Regions from separate parts of the Sus scrofa genome. Here region 1 is linked to region 2. Evidence: chromatin contacts called from public Hi-C data. All regions are on one chromosome and are shown on one strand. The core of a region is the stretch at or near the end of the contact, and the rest is flanking DNA. Distances in the headings are between cores, read along the strand shown. Region 1 holds the start of ERBB4 (receptor tyrosine-protein kinase erbB-4). Region 2 overlaps ERBB4 (receptor tyrosine-protein kinase erbB-4).

Region 1 (3,643 bases), core at 897-3,396, 650 kb after region 2:
CGAAGGTCATTTTGAAATGCTGTAGGATTGTAACTTGTTATTTACTAGGCAAAGAGGGGGAGGCGGCGGCGGCTGCGGGGGCGGAGCGGGAAAGCCACCCCGCGCTGCTTTCTTGGTGAGGTCAGAAGGACACCCTCCAGGGGGCCTGAAGCTCTCCCCTCTCCACACTCCCTGGGGCTTTATCTTCTCTAGCTGCCTCCCACGCTCCCACGACCAGCCCGGGATGGCTCCGGAAATCTTCCCGGCTCTCCAAAAGGCCCCCTTTGGCCGCGTCAGTCACCGGTTTTCCTCAGACCTTTCCTGTCCCACTTTCATCCCCAGGAAACTCAAGTATCAGAAACTTTGTGCTCCCTCGCACTGCAGGTGCTGTCATTGGCCCCACCGGCCGCGGCGCTCCAGCCCCACCGCCCTGCCTCTCGGGGGTTAGTTAGCCCTTTGCCCGGCTGGGGCCCCGGGGTGCGTGCTCCCTGGCCCACAGCGGCCGCGCACCCCGAGCAGCCGCGCCCGCCTCTGGTTTAATCGACTCGCGTGACTGGTCGGTTCGGCAGCCCCGCCGGGCAGTAAACACAGAAGTTGGAGGGACTCCGGCCAATCGCAAGTTGAACTACAGGAAGAACTCTTCCTGAAGCCAAACACTGAAACCGACGGGAAGGCCGGGCTGCCGGCTCAAGTGTGTCAAGCCTTTTTTTTTTTTTTTTTTTTTTTTTTTCCAAATAAGAGGTCGGGCAGGCGGGCAAGCTAGCTCCCTTCTAGTCAATGGGGCGAAGGCTGGGGACGCCGGCAGAGGAAGCCTAACGTTCTGGGCCCCCGGGCCCAGGCGCATCCTCCCTCCGCGCTCCCGCTCCCAGGCTGGGCTCGAGTCGGGTCTGACCCCGCAGGCTCGGGCGACCGCCGGTGCAGCGGCCCTGCGCAGCACACACAGGTGCAACGCCCGCTCCCAGGGCTCCTCTCTCCAAGCCCACCGGCTCGCCGGAACCCAGCTGGCAGCGCCCCAGGACCCCCGTCCTTCCGCAGGCCCCGGCGAGAAGCGCTTCCCCCAGGCTTCTTCCCTCGGGGGCCCAGACCCGGAGAGGAGCGTCTCCTCTGACTCCAGCTTTGAGTCTCCCACGTCCCGCACAACAGGCGCCACCAGCAGGGATCCCGGTTAGGGAGGCTCACAGAAGACGCGCGAGAAAGGGGGTGAAGGAAAGAGAAAAGGGACGGAGCAAAGGGGCGCAGAGTGATTTTTCACGGTAAATAAAACACTGGCACACGCAGAGGGTAAGTTTGGGGAGAGAATGAGGGGCGAGCGAAAACCCAAGGAAGAGGAGCAGGTGGAGTGGTCCCTCCACGCGCGGGAGCGAGCGGGTCTCCGGCTGGGCGACGCGGTCTAGGGAGCCAGCCGACGCAGCCCAGCTGGCCCGAGCAGGTTCAACCACTGGAGCGCGAGACGGACCGCGCGACCCACCTGACTGAGAAGCGCTGGGCTGGACGGTCCCCGCCGCCACGAGAAGGCTCATCCAGCCCCACAGTCCTGTCGCCAGCTTCATTTTTTGGAAGTCTCAGATCCCGTGCTGACAATTACATGTCCAAATGGCATATCCACTTTCGGGCACGCGGAGGAGATCCATCAGCCGGGCACGCGTGGGGGCGCGAAGGGGGGCTGGTGCGCTCGGTGCACCCGCTCCGAGTCCGCGCCCGCGGGTCCAGGGCCCGGGCCCCAAGAGCAAGAGAGGGTGCGCGTGAGGGTGAGCGCGGGTGGGAGTGTGCTCGAGTGTGTGCGCCGTGCTCCTGGCCGGGGACCGGGCAGCTATTTCCCTGTGGGAGCCTTCGCGTTCTCGCTCCCTCCTCACTTTCTCACTCTCTCTCTCTCACTGGTTGGTCAACAATAAAAAGGAAGGGTTCGGAAAAGGGTTTCCAAAAAAAGTTGATTGCAAAGAGGCGGTAGGTTTCCGGCCTCTCCCCCCAGCCGGTCTCTGTTCAGCTCCCTTTTCAGTTTCCTTGCACCTCCAGTCCAAATTGGGAGGAAAGGGAGGGGTGGAGGGGGGGAAGCTTCTTGCTTTACCCCCGGTCCTGTCCTTCTTTTTTCCTGTCAGCTTTCCTCACACTTGTCCGGCGGCTGCGGTAATTAAGCCTCCGAGCGTCATTTCCAACGCTCCGCGGTCTCCAGCTGCAGCCCCACTGAGAAATTAATAAGACTCCGAGAGAAAAAGAAAAAAAAGAAAGAAAAAAAAAAAAGGTGGTGAGGGTGGGTGGATAAAACAACCCTCCACGCAACCAGGCTGGCTCTGCTCAGCCGCGGAAACCCCGCCCCCGCTCTGACCCAACTAGCCACGCCTCCCCCCAAAGAGAAACCTTATTGGTTCTGCCACTCCCCAAAATCGTGGCCCTCAGGAGTTGGGAAAACACCTGTCGGGGAGCGGGAGCGTAGTAGTGGGGGCGGGGGAAGCTACATTTAAAGGGCTCACCCGAGGCCAGAGACTGAAACAGAAGTCTGGGACAGCTGGCCCTCAGACTGCGCAGACCACCGGAGGGCTGCTTACAGAAAAGTCACTCTTTTCTCCATTGTCCCACGGTGCTCATCCATATACTGGACTTGCCCTAGAAACAGAAGAAAAGAAAACGTTGCTTCACTTCAGTCTGAAAGCCTACCCCCTCATTCCAACCCCCTCATGCTTCACGCTCAGAAAGTCGTTTAAAAGCTAGTTCAGTAATTGATAGCATCTGCAGATTAGATACACCTGGGGATCTAAACGCCCATCTTTCCCCAGCTACACTTTCACATCATTCCGACCCTCCCAAACTGACCACCGACACTGAGTGAAACTAAAATTTCACATTTATTGAGCTTTATCCTTAGATTTTAGGTCTGAATGGCCTTTTCATCTTTCCTTTGGACAACCTGGTTTGGGGTTCATTCTAATCAAACAGATTCTAGTCCAAAGCTACTGACTTGGTTCTAAAGGGCTAGACTGCTCAGTCTGAAATAATTTAAGAAGGCAATGTCAGAACACAACCTCAAACGATGAGGCTTATCCTACAGCTGATCCAGCTTTGGGCCCCTTCTTACTCTGCCAATTTATGCTTCCCCAAAACAGAGGTCATTGCTAGCTATGGGAGTTTTTGGGCTCTTCTTGGTCCAAAATATCTGGGATTGGGTCATATCAGTGTGGGTATTCCCTGCCTTCTACAGCTCTGAAACTGTACCCTGGGCAGAGGCCAGAACCTCCTGAGGGTAGGAAGTTATTGGTTTGTTATTTGCACAGACATTCTTTGTATGAATTATTGTCCATTTTCAATTTCTCTAGAAGCAGTAAATACATAAATAAAAAGTATCAGGGGAGCTTAAATATTAAGCCACCCTGCCTCCTCACTCATCATTTGAGACCTTCCTATTCCTCCTCCACATCTTTTATCTGTAGCCTTGTCCCTTAAGAATTTCCATGGAGCTGACAACAGACAGAAACAGCAGCTTCATCCCAGAGGCCTGGAGCCTTCACATTCTTAGGCCTACAGCAACTAACATGCACAGAGAGGAGTCCAAACAAGTTGAATATGCTGCTTTCCCAGAAGCATTGTAGGGCCAGAAGAAACTAAGCCTGGAGCAGATGATGGTGACTTCACCAGAACGGTAAAGATTGCAGCAGAAGTATACACACTGCTC
Region 2 (3,661 bases), core at 1,083-3,582:
TATTACTGTTTTGTTTTAAAGTAAATTATGTCTTTATCTTTCTAATATGATATTGCTGATTTTCATCTACCCCAAGTCTTCTGGATGAAACTTCTTCTCTAATGTTGCTTAATCATTTTGATAAAAACCCTGAATAAAGGGACTATTTAATGACTAGGTTAAACATGCTATTTCATTGGCATTTCTTTTATATTTAATTTGTGCCTTTAGCACAGAAGAATTAGGAAAATTACCTGGAGTTCACTGCCACAAATGATATTACAGAGGCATAATAGATTTTTTTCAAGTGCCTATAGATTACAAATTTAAGATACTATGTATCTGACAAAAGTAATTTGTAAAAGAGCATTTCTAAAACTATTTATCTGACATCTATTCAGAAAGCATTTTCTGCACTGAAATTACAATGACCGTAGAAATTTCCTAACCTTTCATGACACAGTGACTTAAAAATCCATTAAAGATTTTTTTTAAAAATGCACTACTTGACTTTTCTGTAATTCTAAGAGCAAACAGCTATCTAACATTTTCAGGATCATTAAATTAAAAATGATAAGGAAAGAAAATCATTAACTAATTTATATTTCTCTTCTAATGGGAATAGAATTGGTAATTACTTTTGCTGGTGAAACATCCTGTAGTCAGTCACTTGTGTCCAAATCACATGCTTATCGTTCAAGGTATGGGGCCTCCTGAACTTAAATTACAAAATCTCACAGTCGTGCTTACAGACGATATTAACATAAGTGAAATAGAATCCTCAGGCTTCACCATCCAAACTTTTGTTCTGAAATTTCCCTTTCCTATGCTGCATTTACTTTTTTACTTTTTATAAACTTTGATCTTGTTTAGCCCTGTACCTTACACAACACAATGAATATTTACTAAATTAATACGTGAATCAATTTGGTCATTTGAAGAAAAAAGCTATGAGAAGCAAGGCAAAACCTTGTATGGTCAAGATTCATGGAAGTTATAATGATCAGCAATTTTGCAATTTGAAGTTTTATCCTCATGGGACAACTTATAAGCACACAAAGAGTTAATTCCTTTTGCATTTGACCTGCTGTCTTTGTTAAAACTACCTTAGTATCTATGGTTTGAATTTTTTGAAGCTACCTTCATTTCATCCACCTATTTCCCTGATGGTATTAGTGGTCTATCTAGGAGTCGAACTGGAGCTATAACTGCTGGCCACAGCCCCAGCCACAGCAATGTGGCATCTAACCTGCGTCTGCAACCTACACTGCAGCTCATGGCAACACTGGATCCTTAACCCACTGAGTGAGGCCAAGGATCAAACCCACATCCTCATGGATACTAGTCAGATTGGTTTCCACTGAGCCACCATGGGAACTCCCTTACCTGCCTTCTTATGGTCATATTTATTTCAGCTCTAAAATTATATTTTAAATCCAGACAATATATCTGTCAGTAACATTTTGTATGACATTAATAGTTTTCTAAAAAAGTTAATGTGAAGAGCAAGTTAACAGATTGTTACCTTTAGATAGAAGTTATAAAACCAACCACGAAGCAGTTTATAGAATTTAAAAATATACATCCATACCAAAAAAAAACCTGTCAAATTACACAGGATAGCTTTCTAGCACTATTTAAATTTGATTTAAAAATTATCTGAATTGTCACTGATATGTGTTATTATAAATTATATACTGTAGAATACATTTTTAAGAAGGGCCCAAGAGCAGAATGATCATTTACCTATGGGATTTCTTAATATAAAAGGCAATATACCTGATAACTTGAATTTACCTCATGTCATCATTTATTTTTCTTAATTATAGATTGTTATATCCTTGAAAATAGTAATAGGATATAATGAGAGTGATTATTGGCAAGTCTAATATATTTGGCTTGATTGACGCCAATCAAATGCTACTGGTGAAAATTACTCTTTAAGAATTAGGTAAACAGAAATGTGAACTTACTTATAAATTTATCTTGTCAAACTCAAGTAAACTTAGCCCTTTGAAGCTACCTTATACTCTGTTAAAACCAGAGTATAATTTACACTCTTTCATCAGCAGACAAGGTGTCCTATGCCTAGTCTTACAGAAGGGGCTGCTCTGCACACACTAATGGGAGGCCTCCGCTGTCCATCACAGGAGGTGTTCCAAATAGAAACACTCAGGAGCATCCTGAAACTGTAAACTGATCCCTAAACACGAGGCCCACTTATGAAGGAGAATGTTAAAAAAGTTAGTGGCTCTTGCATGTTCAATTAGAAATTCTCCTCATACTAGCTGGGATTTCAGAGTACATCAACACAGAGAAAGCAGTTGTTCCCAGATCTTAAAATAGCACAGAGTGAACATTTAACCTTTCTGCTGCCCAGTCAGGGTCTAATTACCACTTTATGTTTAAACACACACATACACGCACATGCATACACATACTTTTTTTCATTTTTCATTTCTCATAATGGAATAGAACATAGATGGAAATAAAACACTTCCTTTGATCTTTAAAAGTGGGAAGATAGACAAAAAGATACTTGCAAGAATTTAAAAAAATGATGTCAACCAGTCAACTCAAATTTTCTGTTAAAGTATTAGTCCTTGAAAGTGACTCTATTTTAAAGTACTCATCCTTTAGTAAAAAATTTGATGCCTCTTTTTATTATTCATGATGAGGGACAATTATATCTTCTAATCTGGATGCTATATTTAGCCACTTACTAATGCTCTAGAGAGGTCATGAACTCTTGGGGAACTTAGAATAACTGTACCTCCCCAAGATTTGTCACATGTCCGTTGTTTATAAGTAACCTAGTTTATTTACTAGATACTGTCACTGTCTCCTCCTAGCATTATAAATACTCATTACTGAAGTTTAATCAGTAGGATTGCCCTAAATATAGGAGCATGTTCTGTTTTCCTGAAGAACACTTACAGACCTAAAACCCTCTCCATTTCAAAGTTATATATGGTTTCCCCTCCAAATCCTGGGGTTCGGCATCAGCAGATTTACAGATTTTCCACTGTACCTAAACCAGTCTAAATTAAAACTTAGTAGAACACCAGAGGTACTAAAACTGTTATCTGAAAGGTGAGCTATGTATTGCTATTATAGGGCCGTTCCAAAAAAAAAAAAAAAAAAAAAGTTTTCTTGCTTTCTTACTTAATGGTGGATTGCAGGGTACTTTGAAGGCCATCTCCTGAAACAGGAGTGGTGACTGAGTTAATTCCATATCAGAAAAACCAATATGAATTGAAAATATTCTGAAAAAAAAAAAGTCCCAAAAAGGAAAACTTAAATTTTCCAGGGCACCAGTAAGTATTTGCATGGCATTTACATTATATTATATCTATTCACATAACATTTATGTTGTATTAGGTATTGCACATAATTTAGAAATGATTGAAAGTATATGAAAGAATGTATGTAGGCTATATGCAAATACTGTACCATTTTACATTTGAGCATCTGAGGATTTTTTGATATCCTTGAGCTTCCTGGAACCAATACTCCACAGATAAGGACGTCCCAACTGTATTTGGATTCAAAAATATCTTCTAAGCCAACATCTAAAATCTGAACTGGAATAGCTGAACAATGAGCAAGTCTTTAAGTTTAATGTGATTATATTTACCCTTGCCACTGTGAATGGGATGAGAGAAAAACTTCGTTATTAAAA

What was found. Hi-C and Micro-C count contacts between places; a contact is called where the count stands out from the background.
Region 1: a Hi-C map of skeletal muscle shows a contact between it and region 2, with 9 times the contacts expected there. The contact joins the promoter of ERBB4 here to the enhancer-like site in region 2. A contact is called at or near these places in 4 of 47 Hi-C or Micro-C datasets (fetal heart ventricle, heart right ventricle and skeletal muscle) and 1 of 2 datasets of contacts at active chromatin or transcription factors (skeletal muscle).

The regions. Positions count from the first base shown.
Region 1 is chr15:115,094,838-115,098,480 of Sscrofa11.1, forward strand. ERBB4 (receptor tyrosine-protein kinase erbB-4) reads right to left here and starts at 2,147. Exons shown (of 29, transcript XM_021075968.1): 1 at 1,448-2,147. The coding sequence starts at 1,529.
Region 2 is chr15:114,445,744-114,449,404 of Sscrofa11.1, forward strand. The region is part of intron 3 of ERBB4 (receptor tyrosine-protein kinase erbB-4); the gene reads right to left. Among named protein-coding and RNA genes, the nearest start is that of ERBB4, 650 kb to the right of the region's middle. Within about 2 kb of position 2,333, at least 6 of the 83 cell types and tissues checked have an H3K27ac peak or open chromatin away from gene starts, as enhancers often do. A contact at or near this core is called in skeletal muscle, where this site is marked.